Linked DNA regions of Triticum aestivum: region 1 is linked to region 2. A link is a contact called in public Hi-C data. All regions are on one chromosome and are shown on one strand. The core of a region is the stretch at or near the end of the contact, and the rest is flanking DNA. Distances in the headings are between cores, read along the strand shown.

Region 1 (6,267 bases), core at 736-3,235, 250 kb after region 2:
GGGACACGAAGTTTTACCCAGGTTCGGGCCCTCTTGATGGAGGTAATACCCTACGTCCTGCTTGATTGATATTGATGAGTATGGGGGTTACAAGAGTTGATCTACCACGAGATCGTAATGGCTAAAACCCTAGAAGTCTAGCTTGTATGATTATGATTGCCTCTATGGACTAAACCCTCCGATTTATATAGGCACCAGAGGGGGTTAGGGTTGTACAAAGTCGGTTACAGAGAAAGGAATCTTCATATCCGAACGCCAGGCTCGCCATCCACGCCAAGGAGAGTCCCATCCAGACACGGGAGAGAGTCTTATGTCTTGTATCTTTACGGCCCACCAGTCCGGCCCATGTCCAATAGGTCAGACGCCCGAGGACCCCTTAATCCAGGACTCCCTCAGAAGCATCGCGGAAGCGGTTGTCCACCGTCACAGCAAGACATAGCAGCAATTTGTCATCGTTGCTGCACAAATCGCCGCCCGCCGCTGCCGCCGTCGCAGCCATGTTGCTGCAAAACACAGGGGTTGTGGGTGCGACGGGGCACACTAGAACCTTGCAGCCGAGGTGACCGGAGTCATCCTCCCCGGCCTTGCAACCCCATGCTGTTGTGGTGGCCGGTGTCGCCCTTGTCCTTTTTGCAGCCGCAGCCCGAGGAGAGGATGCAACAACGATGTGGTTTACGTCATCCTCTCTGATTTTAAACATTGATGGGGTTGGGCGGAGGATGAATCAAGGCGGCGGCCGGCGGCAGCCCCTGCCGATTTTCTAGCTGGTATGGTGGTCTTCGCCATGGGTCCTCTCCCCTGGTCATCAGGATGAATGAGATTGGAAAGGGGATGGAAAGAAGGAACATGTGGAGGAGACAGCTTCGTCCTAAGGTTGGGGGAAGCGGTGGGCTGCCTGACGCGGGCACGTGGCGCGCAGAGGAGGGGGTTTACGAGATGAGAAAATCAGTCGGTAGATTTAGAGACTTTTCCTTTTTCCTATGACTCAAATAAGAAGAAAAGAAACTATGAAAACAGAAGTCTTCAAGCTTCAAAGTCTTCACATCAATTTCTTCAAAGGTCGTACCAATTTCATCACCAAATTCTTCACTTGAAGAAATCCAATTTTGAGGGGTCATCTTCCGTGTGTTAAACCAAATCCTTAGGGACTTTGTTTCCTGTGTATACTCACAAACACATTAGTTCCTCAACCTATTTATCTTCAGTACTCCAAAATCACTAAGGGGGCACTTGATGCACTTACAGCCAAGCCAGACGCGGTGCGACCCGGACACAAGCTCAAGCCCAACACCAATGTGGCTGGGCCAGACTGGGTTTAATGAGGCCCAGCCCCATGATCGGCTACTTATGCTCTCTCCTGCTAAGTGTAAAACCATCGAGTGGATCAACGGAGAAACGACTCGGCGGCCACGAACCCTAATCCCCTTCCTCCTCTATTCGTCTCATTTCTGTATCCCAGTTGTAATCGGGACTTGATGCACTATTGTTAAGTGAGAGAGAATAGATCGGTCCCCACCTTCTCCTCCCTAACAAGTTATCTATTAGTTTTAGACTTTTAGTTATGCTTTATCGCATGTAGGCGATTAACATTTTGGTCCGATTTGTATAAAAAAACTTGTTGTCCCCGATCTACATGTTTGCTATTGCTAGGTTGAGGTTTTATCTACGTAAAATGTTGATCACCGTTGCTAGGGGTGTATGGATTTGGCGGCGGATAGGAGGACTAGTGTGGAAGCAGGGAAACGTTGAAGCAGATAAATGAGGGGGCTGGGGTTAAATTTGACCAGTCCATTGTAGATGCTCTTAACTTGGATGTAATTTTGTGTCTGGTGTGATTGTCCAACGAGCGACATGTCAAACCAGTAGCGAGACAGCTAGGGCCAATGGCTGGCAGAGACTCCGTGGTGTACCCACGAGTAAACAGGAAGCGAAAACGCACTCAGCCCAGACAAGAGAGTGTGCATCGGCCTGCTTCTCCATTCCCATCCCCCCTCCCGTCTCCGCCGAGCGCCCCCAAAGTCAAAGAAAACCACGCTGCAACTTGCTAACGAATTCCATTGCGTGTGCTTCCCGTCCTCCCATCCCCTCCCCCCTCCCACCACCTCCGCTCCCCCGCCCGCGCCAATCCTCCTAAATCCACCGCCGCCGATCCGCCGAGATGGACCGCAGCAGCAGCAGCAATAGCGGCGGCGGACACAACCCGCACCTCGGCGTCAACAAGCTCGGCCGGAACATCCGCAAGGCGACGCCGCCGCCGCCGCCTCAGCAGCAGCCGCCCCGCCCGCCGCACCCCCAGCCGCAGGTATACAACATCAGCAAGAACCAGTTCCGCGACATGGTCCAGCAGCTCACCGCCGGCACGCCTTCCCCTCCGCCGCCCCAGCACCACCACCGCCCCCCTCCGCCGCTCCAGCAGCAGCACCAGCAGCAGTCCAAGCCCGCCTCCATGCGCCTCCAGAAGATCCGCCCGCCCCCCATCTCCACCCCCGTCGCGCGGCCCCCTCCCGTCCACAACCACCACCAGATACCCAACCCTAACCACAACCCCGCCTTCCACCGCCCCCCGCACCCGCACCACATGCCCATGCCTCCGCCGGGGCCCGCCTGGGCCGACTCGCCCGTCTCTGCCTACATGCGCATCCTCGAGAACTCCCTCTTCAGCGCCACTCCTCCCGGGGCTGCCGCCGCGGCGGCCGCTGCAGCCCATGCTCATGCCGCGGCTGCAGCAGCAGCTGCCGGACGGGGGCCTCCGCAGCACCCTTATCACCCGCCCCCGCCGCCGGTGCCGTCGCCCGGGATACTCCCTTCGCCGACCGGATTCCTCAATTTGCTCTCGCCGACGCCCAGGTCGCCCTACCCGCTCCTCTCGCCGGGGTTCCAGCAACCCCCTCCGCTCACGCCAAACTTCCCCTTGTTGTCACCGCTGCCAGGAACAGGGATCCTGGGGCCAGGGCCCATGCCGCCGCCGCCTTCGCCAGGGCTATGGTTCCCGCAGTCGCCGTCGGGGCTGCTCTCACCGTCCGGATTCTTTCCCTTGCTGAGTCCACGGTGGAGAGATATGTAGCATCGGTCAGCAGTCGCCCCTGTAACATTTGACGGTAGGGAGGTAGCTACAGTGATGGGAATTGGTTCATCCGGCGGAGGTGAAACAGGTGGGTTGTAGCTCTCGACACCAATATTTGTTGCTGTTAATTGCTGCTGTGCGGTTAGCATCAGTCTGTAAGGCTTCGGTAAAGGCTGTTGGTTACATATTTGTAATTGTATAACTGGGGAAATTTTTCAATTTGTTCACTTTCTTGGCTGCAAAAGGAGGACAGTAAGAACTGGGAATGTTGTAGTGTAGATTCTTGAGTGGATAGGCTTGAAACATGTAATTGTACTTTTAGTTCAAGAAAGATGAGCTCTTTCTGACAAATATTTCACTCATGATTGCTGTTGGTATGCCTATTCAGGGAACATAATTGTTTTCCCCTTTTCTTCTACTTGTATTTTTGAGAGGGAAGGTAACTTGTTATTATGTCATAGCCCAGCTTATCTGGAAATTAACAATCCAAGTACGATTGAGGTTTAATGCATCAAGGGTATGTCTATTTCTTCTTGGGAGCATCATGCTATCTTGCGCTAGACATGCCCATACAGTCATACATGAGATAAAGTTTGTTAGCGTGGCCTGAATGTTTATTCACTTCATATACATGTTATCTACAATTTAACGTCATGATAGCCAGTAGCTTAGTCAGCAGTATTACTGATATCTGCATGATAGCATCGTATGCATCCTGTCCCTTTAGTGTTTTGAAGCAGATCGGTTGTTTCGATACTTTGGTCAGTCACATATCCCTTTGTTGTATGCACAATATAATTGTTAGCTTCTAACATAAAATTAGACTTCCTTACTTAAACCTCAGTGCATGGTATGCACCCAAAGAAACATGTTCTTGAAGAAGATAACCTTTCCATAACTTACTTTATCAGTCAAATACGTGTTCACAGCTTTTGTAATTTGGTTGCAGACATCAATCTTAAAGATGCAATGTTTGGTGTTCACAGCTTTTGTAATTTGGTTGCAGACATCAATCTTAAAGATGCAATGTTTGGTGTTACACCACTTGACCGTTCTGCCCATTGGAATGTGAAATTGTCTTTATAGTGAATATGTAATTATCTCTCAGATGTCAATTATACAATGCACTGCTGCAATAGAGTAGCAGGACTCTGTGATCAACAATCTGTCAGTTCTGATCTGTACATATCTTCAAGTGTTTTTATCGGTAGCAACCATGCATATCATGTTAGTTAGCTTACAAGTGTTCAAAATGTTCTTACATGTTGTTGTAACCGTAAACATCTGCTGGTTAGGTGTGTTACATTACTTTTGGGGCTGAGGACATGCTTGAAGTTCCCTCCAGATTAATATGTGGGACCGTTGTAGCTTCATCCAAATTTGTTCTTTCTGTCCTGAAAGCACCAGGACAATAACACATCTTATTGTTGATACGGCCCTATTGTACCTGTGAAGTTTGAGACAACAACTGAAAAAAAGAAGGAATCTAGCTTTGCTAAAAAAAAAAATAGTCCGAACTACCTTTGCTGAATTATATCTAAGCTGAACAGGTCATGGCGTGTCCGTGTGAAGAACAATTAGTTTGATCATATCTGCGACCGTCCAATCAACCGGAAATTTCGCAGCTATTCATGTCTCTGCTCAGATAAAGAAGGGCTAATTCCAGTAAGCATTAGTTAGATCGTGTACATATATTTGTTTTTTATGAACAGTTGACTTCTGAATGAGCAACCTGGTTCCTTGTGTGTGGACGCATGAACTCGGACAGTAGACTAAACTGTGTGTTGCAAGCAATTCTGTTGATCTGGCACTAACCTGACTAAACTAAAGAAAGTGAAGTGGCTGTCATGGTCTCATCATCATGTGTGTTTTTCTTATGCTTTCTTTATCTCTCAGTTCTTGTGGAGAAATCAGCATGCACCTCCAAAAGAGAACGAAGAATATGGGAAAAGGCTCAGAGATGATGATGGTGATGTGCCTTGCTCCGCACACTGACCTGTTGATCCGTCCATCTGCTTGCTTGCTTGCTATTGTTTGATTGGCAACCAGCAATAGTTTACCAGAGCTACTGGCTAGGCCAGATGTTCTTCAGCAATTATTGAATGAATCTGGAAGAAAATATAAACCGAAGGACAAAAACCATGGGCAGAAATCCATAAGCTAGTTATTGACCCATTGGATGGCTCCAAGAGGCATGTAGATCCTAATCCCTTGAGATGTTTGTGCAGCTGGAGACGACAGGGACATGCCATCCATCCTTGGTGGTGCAGAAATCTTTGACCTGGGCTGGAGGCTAGGTGCTGAGCCTCCCAGCGTTTAATGGTAACATTCTTCAGTCTCAAGCCCATCTTTACTTTCCTGAACAACTTGAACTGAACCTCTTTTTCCTGCTACCTCAAAGGCCCCTTGGATGAATGTTACAGTTAGTGGGAAAACAAAACCTGCTACGTAGATATTCTCATAGCTAAAGTCCAGAGCGTGCATGATAATACAAGCCCTTAAAATAAGATTTCGAATTTGGCATTTAGCATCTTATAATATAATAAAAGAATGGTTGCTGAACCGATGAACCCTGAATGTGCCGCCAAGGTACAGGAAGAATTAACTAAATGACAGGGATAGAAATACAATGCAAGTGGCTTTTCTCTTTCTTTCTCTAGATAGTGGGCACAGCTACTCGCGTCATGTGTCCTTTTATGGTTCACACCTCCACTTGCTACAACCACAGTAGTTGAAAACTGTTCAAAAATTCAGAAGGAAAATAATGACTTTTTTTAAGAAGTAATAACAGTTTTGAGTTTTTTTCTAGGCTAGGAACCTAGGAGTGTTTGTTCAGCTTGGTGAAGTGAGCTTTCTTCTTCAGCATGCTCCCGAATTTCCTCAGCAATGCCTTCTTCTTCTTCTTATGGCTGTGATGCTCCTGCTTGAAAGATGATCTCGGTCCATGCATCAGAAGGCCACCCATTTGATCTGCAGCTCCGTCTTCTCCCTGCGAATCGATGTCATCGTCGTCGCTCGACTCGGTGTCTACGCCATTGCTCATCATCCCTTTGCACAGGTCATCTTCTAGGATCTTGCTGTTCTCCATGGAGTTAGCCTCCACTGACACCTCCTCTCTTTCATGTTTCACCTGCCTGACAGTCTCCACTTCCACATGCTTGATCTCCTCGAGCACTTGGACGATCCTGTCGCTGTTCCTGCGA
Region 2 (6,214 bases), core at 2,148-4,647:
CCTTCGGCGCTGCAACCCGGCCCTCCTGACCGAGCGCAGCACCGACAAGAGTCGATGAAGGAGCCTCCGACGCCCGGCCCTCCTGGCTGAGCGGGAAACTAGGCTGGGCCGCCTTCGGCGCTGCAGCCCGGCCCTCCTGACCGAGCGCAGCACCGACAAGAGTCGATGAAGGAGCCTCCGACGCCCGGCCCTCCTGGCCGAGCTGGAAACTAGGCTGGGCCGCCTTTGGCACTGCAGCCCGGCCCTCCTGACCGAGCGCAGCACCGATAGGAGTCGATGAAGGAGCCTCCGAAGCCCGGCATTTCCTAAACGGCGCCCTCTGCGCCCGTTACTGTTGTATGTGCAATCGGGCGCACACCCACGTTTCGCACCTGGGCCGGCCCGCCTTACTCTTTTCTTCCCTTTTTTGTAAAATGTTTCAAAAACCCGCCTTACTCTTTTCTTCCCTTTTTTGTAAAATGTTTCAAAAATAGTGCAAAGAGGAGATTCGAACCCTCCACCAAACAGGTTCCGTACAACACGTCAACCACGCTAACCAACAGGGACCGCGTCCATTTTATGATTAATAGCATCTTTTATTGTTCTTCAATTAACTGACGTGATTCTGTTTTTTTTTGCCAGTTTTCTTCTGTTTTTTTCTTTTTTCAATTTCGCGAACTTTTCTCGAGTTCACGAACATTTTTTGTGAATCTTTTTTCAAATCCGATGAACTTTTTCTGAAAATCAATGAACTCCTTTCAAAATGTGATGAACTTTTTTTGAAATCGATCAACTATTTTCCAAATTGATGAACTTTTTTTTATGAACATTTTCTGAATTCGTGAACTTTTTTCACCATCGATGAACTTTTTGCAAATCCGATGAACTTTTTTGTCAGAATCAATGAGCTTTTTAAAATTTTGATGAACTTTTTCAAATTCAATGAACTTTTTTTAAAATTCAATGAACTTTTTTCAAATTCAGTGGACTTTTTTCAAATTCAATGAACTTTTTCTAAATTTGATGAACTTTTTTCAAATTTAATGAACTTTTTTAAAATTCGATGAACTATTTTCAATTTTGATGAACTTTTTTCAAATTCGATGAACTATTTTTCAATTTTGTGAACTTTTTTCTATACGGATGAACCTTTTTCCACATCAATGAACTTTTTTCAATCTGCACTATTTATGAGTTCTTTTTCGGAATTTATATTTAAAAAAATCTATACAGCATATATATGTTATCTGCAGTATTGAATGGGTTAAATAGTACAGATTCCTGGTAGCAAACAAAACGTCGTGTCTGGTCTACTGGCTGCCATGGCGGAGTATTACTCTATGGGTGCCGGGTTCGATTCCTCGTGTGCATGGAATTTTTTGTTTGCGTTTGTTTTTCCAGCAAGGGTTAAATAGTACAGATTCCTCGTGGTGGGCCGGCCCGCTAGGCACCGCGCGTGCGCGCCGGTTTACCTCGGCGGCGCTTAAAGCGCCAGTTAGGAGCTCCCCCGAAGCCCGGCCCTCCTGGCCGAGCGGGAAACTAGGCTGGGCCGCCTTTGGCGCTACATTCTCGTCCTTGTCGGATACAGTGAGCACACTCGCCTCCTTAGCCACTCTGACGACGACACCCTCCATAGCCTTTGACTTGTTTTTGTTGTCGGGTGCGATGAACGAAGACTGCTCACCTCTAGGTAAACCTCGTAAGATAACCTCTCTCTTGTGTGACCTTTGACCCTTCCAGTAAGCATCTACACTAAGATTTTCTTGGGTAGATAGCTACACTCTTTTCTTTTGGAATACTACAGAAACGCTCCGAAGTATGACCTATAAGCCCACAACACTCACAATATTGAGGTAGTTTTTCATACTGGACATCATATCTAATTTTCTTGGAGCTTCCTAACGGGGTGAACTCTATAATGCTCTTGAGCGGCTTGTGCAGCAAGATACCCACACGCACTCGCAAGAATTTTTCAACTATGACATGATTACGGTGCGACACATCCACCACTTCCCCCAACTGATCCCCGAAAGTCGATCCCATACTCTCCGTCTTGAGCTCGAAAGAGACATCACGAACCTGGGCCCGAATGGGCATGACCCCAAGATCGATCTCCGGGTCGCCCCTACCGTCGAACTCGGCGAAGATGATGCCGTCCCAATTATAGTGCCATGGTTGTGCCTTGAGCACAAACCGTCGATCCCCCTCGGAGGAGAAATAGGACAAAGCGTCCGTCCTCGCTGGCCACCTCTTGGACGGTGGCCGTACCCTGAAGCCGCCACGCCCCGGAGTTTCGGAGCTCGTTAACGATGGCCCGAGGGTTCATCTAGAAAGGTGCCAAGAAGCGTCCAACTACCAGGAAGCCAAAGACGGCCCTCCTAGCAGCCTCCATGTCGATGACAAGAGGAGGAGCCTCACCCCGGAAGCGTCTCATAGCCAACTTCCCCTTGTGCTCCGCCACCGTACGGCCAAGAAGGGGGTCGTCCCCCCTGGCCGTCACACGAGTCCTCACCACCGCCGCCGATTCCATCTCTTCTCCAGTACTCACCACCCCCTGTGTATCTCTTTCCCCACAAACCCCCTTAGCAGCACTCTTGTTCTCCATGGGACACGCTATCTGAACAAAGGAGAGAAGACCCGAGCCCCTCTCTGCTACTGCTTCCTGTGAAGAACAAAGGCACGACCTCCTAAGGAAGAAATAGCCCTCTTCCATGTCTATTGCTAAGGTAATTACGAAATTGAAGCACACAATTATAAGCAAATAACTATGATTTGTCCGTTTCCAAATCCACTCCCCACTAACTTCTCTCTGGTAACTGAAAAAATGGCGAGAAACAGCCCCCCGATTTTCATCCAGCCCCTGAATCGCGCCCCTCAACTGAAACAACGTTAAATCCTAGAAATTCGGGATCCTCCCATAACCAGTAGAGATCAACACCGAATCCTCTTTCTTTCCTATCTCCTTTTCCTTTTTAATTCTATCCCTAAATTCTACAGATGGCAGAATCACCTCTCCTGGACAGAAGGGATCCGACAATCCTCTTCCATAATTAGAAGCAGGCTCACCTGAGGATCCGCCCAAGATTTCCTCCGCCCTCTTCTTCAATCTTCCCAGGCAGCTCTTCCGGTCCGCGGCAGTCCGCAGGATTTGCTTCGATCTCGCCTTAATTTCTCTCCACTCCTCCGCGCTGAAGATGCCTCCGATTCGGCCCACCCCCGCACCCTCTCCTCCCTCCTCCTCCGCAGATAGCGCCGGCAACCCCGCCGCCATTCACTCCCTCTGGGACTCCGTCGCCGCCAGAACGCCTAGGCGCTCGCGGGAGCTCTCTCTTTTTTTCTCTAGGGCTTAAGTCGTGTTGGTTGTTTCGCCACCCGAACCGCCGCGATTTGGACCTAGTCATCTTTGTTGAACCGTTCACGGACCTCCTATGATTGACTATATCTCTGCACCTTTCTTTCTGCCATCCGGCCACGCGATCTCAAAGGTAATTTTTCTCATCCTTTCCTTGTAGATGTAGTTCGGCGGCTCATATAATTGCGAAGATGACAAATAATTGGCATTATGTGTAAATGGTCCGATGATGGAGCTAACATTTTTTCATGATTCATCACAGGATGCGAGCTACGAGTCTGAGAGTGAAATGATGGACAACGAAGAAGACAAAGTAATAATGATAGTTGCGGAATACTCCCTCCGTTCCTAAATACTTGTCTTTCTAGGCATTTCAATAAGTGACTACATACGAAGCAAAATGAGTGAATCTACACTCTAAAACATGTCTACATACATCCGTATGTAGTAGTCATTTAAAATGTCTAGAAAGACAAATATTTAGAAACGGAGGGAGTAGATAGCAACAACAGAAAGGAAAAGAAAGCGTCCAAAATCATAGGTTGGTCATGCAACATTCAGCCGGAACAGATACGTCAGCCACGAGCGTCTCATGTATGACTACTTTGTTGGGTTGTACCTTTCCACCTTATATGTTTCGGCAATGCTCCCGCATGAACAAAGGTTGTTATGTTGAATTGGCCACAACATGCATGCGCTGAACCTTTGTTTTAACGACGGAGAAATGTCACCAGTCTCCTAGGGTTTTCCTCTTTTCAGAAGGTGGTTGTGACACTTCGGATGCTTGCATATGGCTCTCCTGCATATTCATGGGATGATCCTCTTCGAATGGCTGAAGATACAATCATTAAGTACACTAAAGTGTCTGCTGAAACTATGATGCATGTTTATGGACCGGGGTATCTGCGAGCACCCTATGTCGAGGACATGGCCATGCTTCTAGCGATGCATTAGGCAAAAGGTTAGCCTAGGATTTTTAGGGAGTGTCGGCTGTATGCACTGGAATTGAAAGAATTTACATGTAGCTTGGCATGCCCAATCCGCCAGGCATTGCAAGGATCCAACCATAATTTTCGATGTTGTTGCCTCCAAAGATCTTTGGATATGACACTGCTACTTTAGATTGCATGGATCACACAACGACATCGATGTCTTACAGATATCCCATCTGTTTGCAAGACTAGCTTGTGGTACTTTTCCACCTTGCAACTTCACGTCGAATGACCATTGTTATAACCAAGACTACTATCTAGCCGATGGCATATATCCATCTTTTGATCAACATTCGTGAAGACAATTTTTAGTTTTGAGAGCAGTAAACATAAGCATTTTGCGAAGATGCAAGAATCTCATATTGAAGACATTGAGACGGCATTTGGAGTATTGCAATCAAGGCTTACAATTATTTGGGCACCAACTCGTTTCTGTAACAAGGATGCCTTGGCAAATACCACGACACTTACGTGAGCCTACATAACATGATCATAGATGATGAGAGGGATATGCGAGGCTCAATTTACTATGAAGATATCGTGACAATCGGCAGGCATCGCACACGCACAAAACACATTCAAGCATTTGTTGATGCATACCAAAAGATTGAACACCGGGCTTCCCATCATGAGCTTAAGAACGACCTCATTGAGCATCATTAACAGCTGGCTGAGAGATATTGTGTTTAAATTACTTTAATATTCATTTATTTGTACCTGAACAATTTATTTGATCGGATTATTTGCTGAGTTAAATCATTTGTTGTATTCAGATTAACGGTTCGTAATAATATTTGTTGAATTATGCTCATTGTTTGATTCAAATTGTTGTAAATGGGATAGAAAGAACGTATGGCCCAATAATATGTGGGCCTACTTGCTAGGCAAATATAAAAGCCGTATTTTGTCTCAAAAAAAATACAAAACCTGTATTATGACGACTCTATGTTTGGCACAATCTTTAAAACACTATGACGACTCCATAACAATTGCTCTTATATGAAACATAAGTGAGTTAAGCACACGCAGCCAAACAGCCATTTTGCCTCAGTCACCTAAATATCGTTTTTTCCTTTGTCGCTTAAGGCTGGTCATAGTGGGGAGTAACTTAGACTAGTAACATGCTTATGTTACTAGTCTATGTTACTACCTTCATAGTGGAGAGTAATATATATGTGATGTCATGCAAGCCATCATTTATTAAGATGTAGACTCATTTTGCCTTGGGATGTGTTATGTTACAGTAACATATTATGTTACTTCAACCATCTCTCTCCTCATTAAATACATGTCATGCAAGTAAATTTTTCTTGAGGTGTGTTATGTTACTTGCTAAGTTACTTTCACTATGACCAGCCTAAACGACGCCTAGAGGTTAGCTCGTAGATTGCTCATGCATTGGTCAGAATTAGCAAGAAAGGTCATTGAGCCATTGACATGATACAGAATTGGCAACCAATTAAACATAGACAACTTTTTATCATGACCAAGAAGTTCGTAGGTTAAATACTGCTACCATCCGAACACACCCATACAACCCTTAGGAGATTGCATTTTGATTTGTTTTGGGCTTTGCTCTCGAAAAGAGAAAAGAGATTAAGATAGAGCTTGTCTTTGGCTTTTCGAAAGAAAGCTTGATTCTGAGAACATCACACAGATAATAAACATAGCGGAATTTCGAGAAGTACAACTCGAGAGCCTTGCATCTGCTTCTTGTGAAGCAAAGTGACCTCACAAACTTCTCGATTTTGCCCGCTTTATCTCTCCTTTGCAACTCTCACTCCTACATGGATCCAGCATGTAGGACATGGCGATCATTAGAAATTCACGAATCAGAAATGCACGTTTCTGACTTGGCCTTTGTGCACAATATATATAGACCAATAAGGTG

Evidence for each region. A called contact is a pair of places that touch in the nucleus more often than the background predicts.
Region 1: a Hi-C map of leaf shows a contact between it and region 2, with 3 times the contacts expected there. The contact joins the promoter of LOC123050411 here to the promoter of LOC123050390 in region 2. A contact is called at or near these places in 3 of 5 Hi-C or Micro-C datasets (all in leaf) and 1 of 1 datasets of contacts at active chromatin or transcription factors (leaf).

Annotation. Positions count from the first base shown.
Region 1 is chr1A:353,383,794-353,390,060 of IWGSC CS RefSeq v2.1, forward strand. LOC123050411 (protein HAIKU1) reads left to right here and starts at 1,986. Exons shown (of 1, transcript XM_044473215.1): 1 at 1,986-3,609. The coding sequence starts at 2,159. The coding sequence ends at 3,064. It overlaps LOC123050422 (WEB family protein At3g02930, chloroplastic), which reads right to left. Exons shown (of 3, transcript XM_044473225.1): 3 at 5,633-6,267. The coding sequence ends at 5,883.
Region 2 is chr1A:353,131,479-353,137,692 of IWGSC CS RefSeq v2.1, forward strand. It overlaps LOC123050390, which reads right to left and starts at 3,398. Exons shown (of 1, transcript XM_044473197.1): 1 at 1-3,398.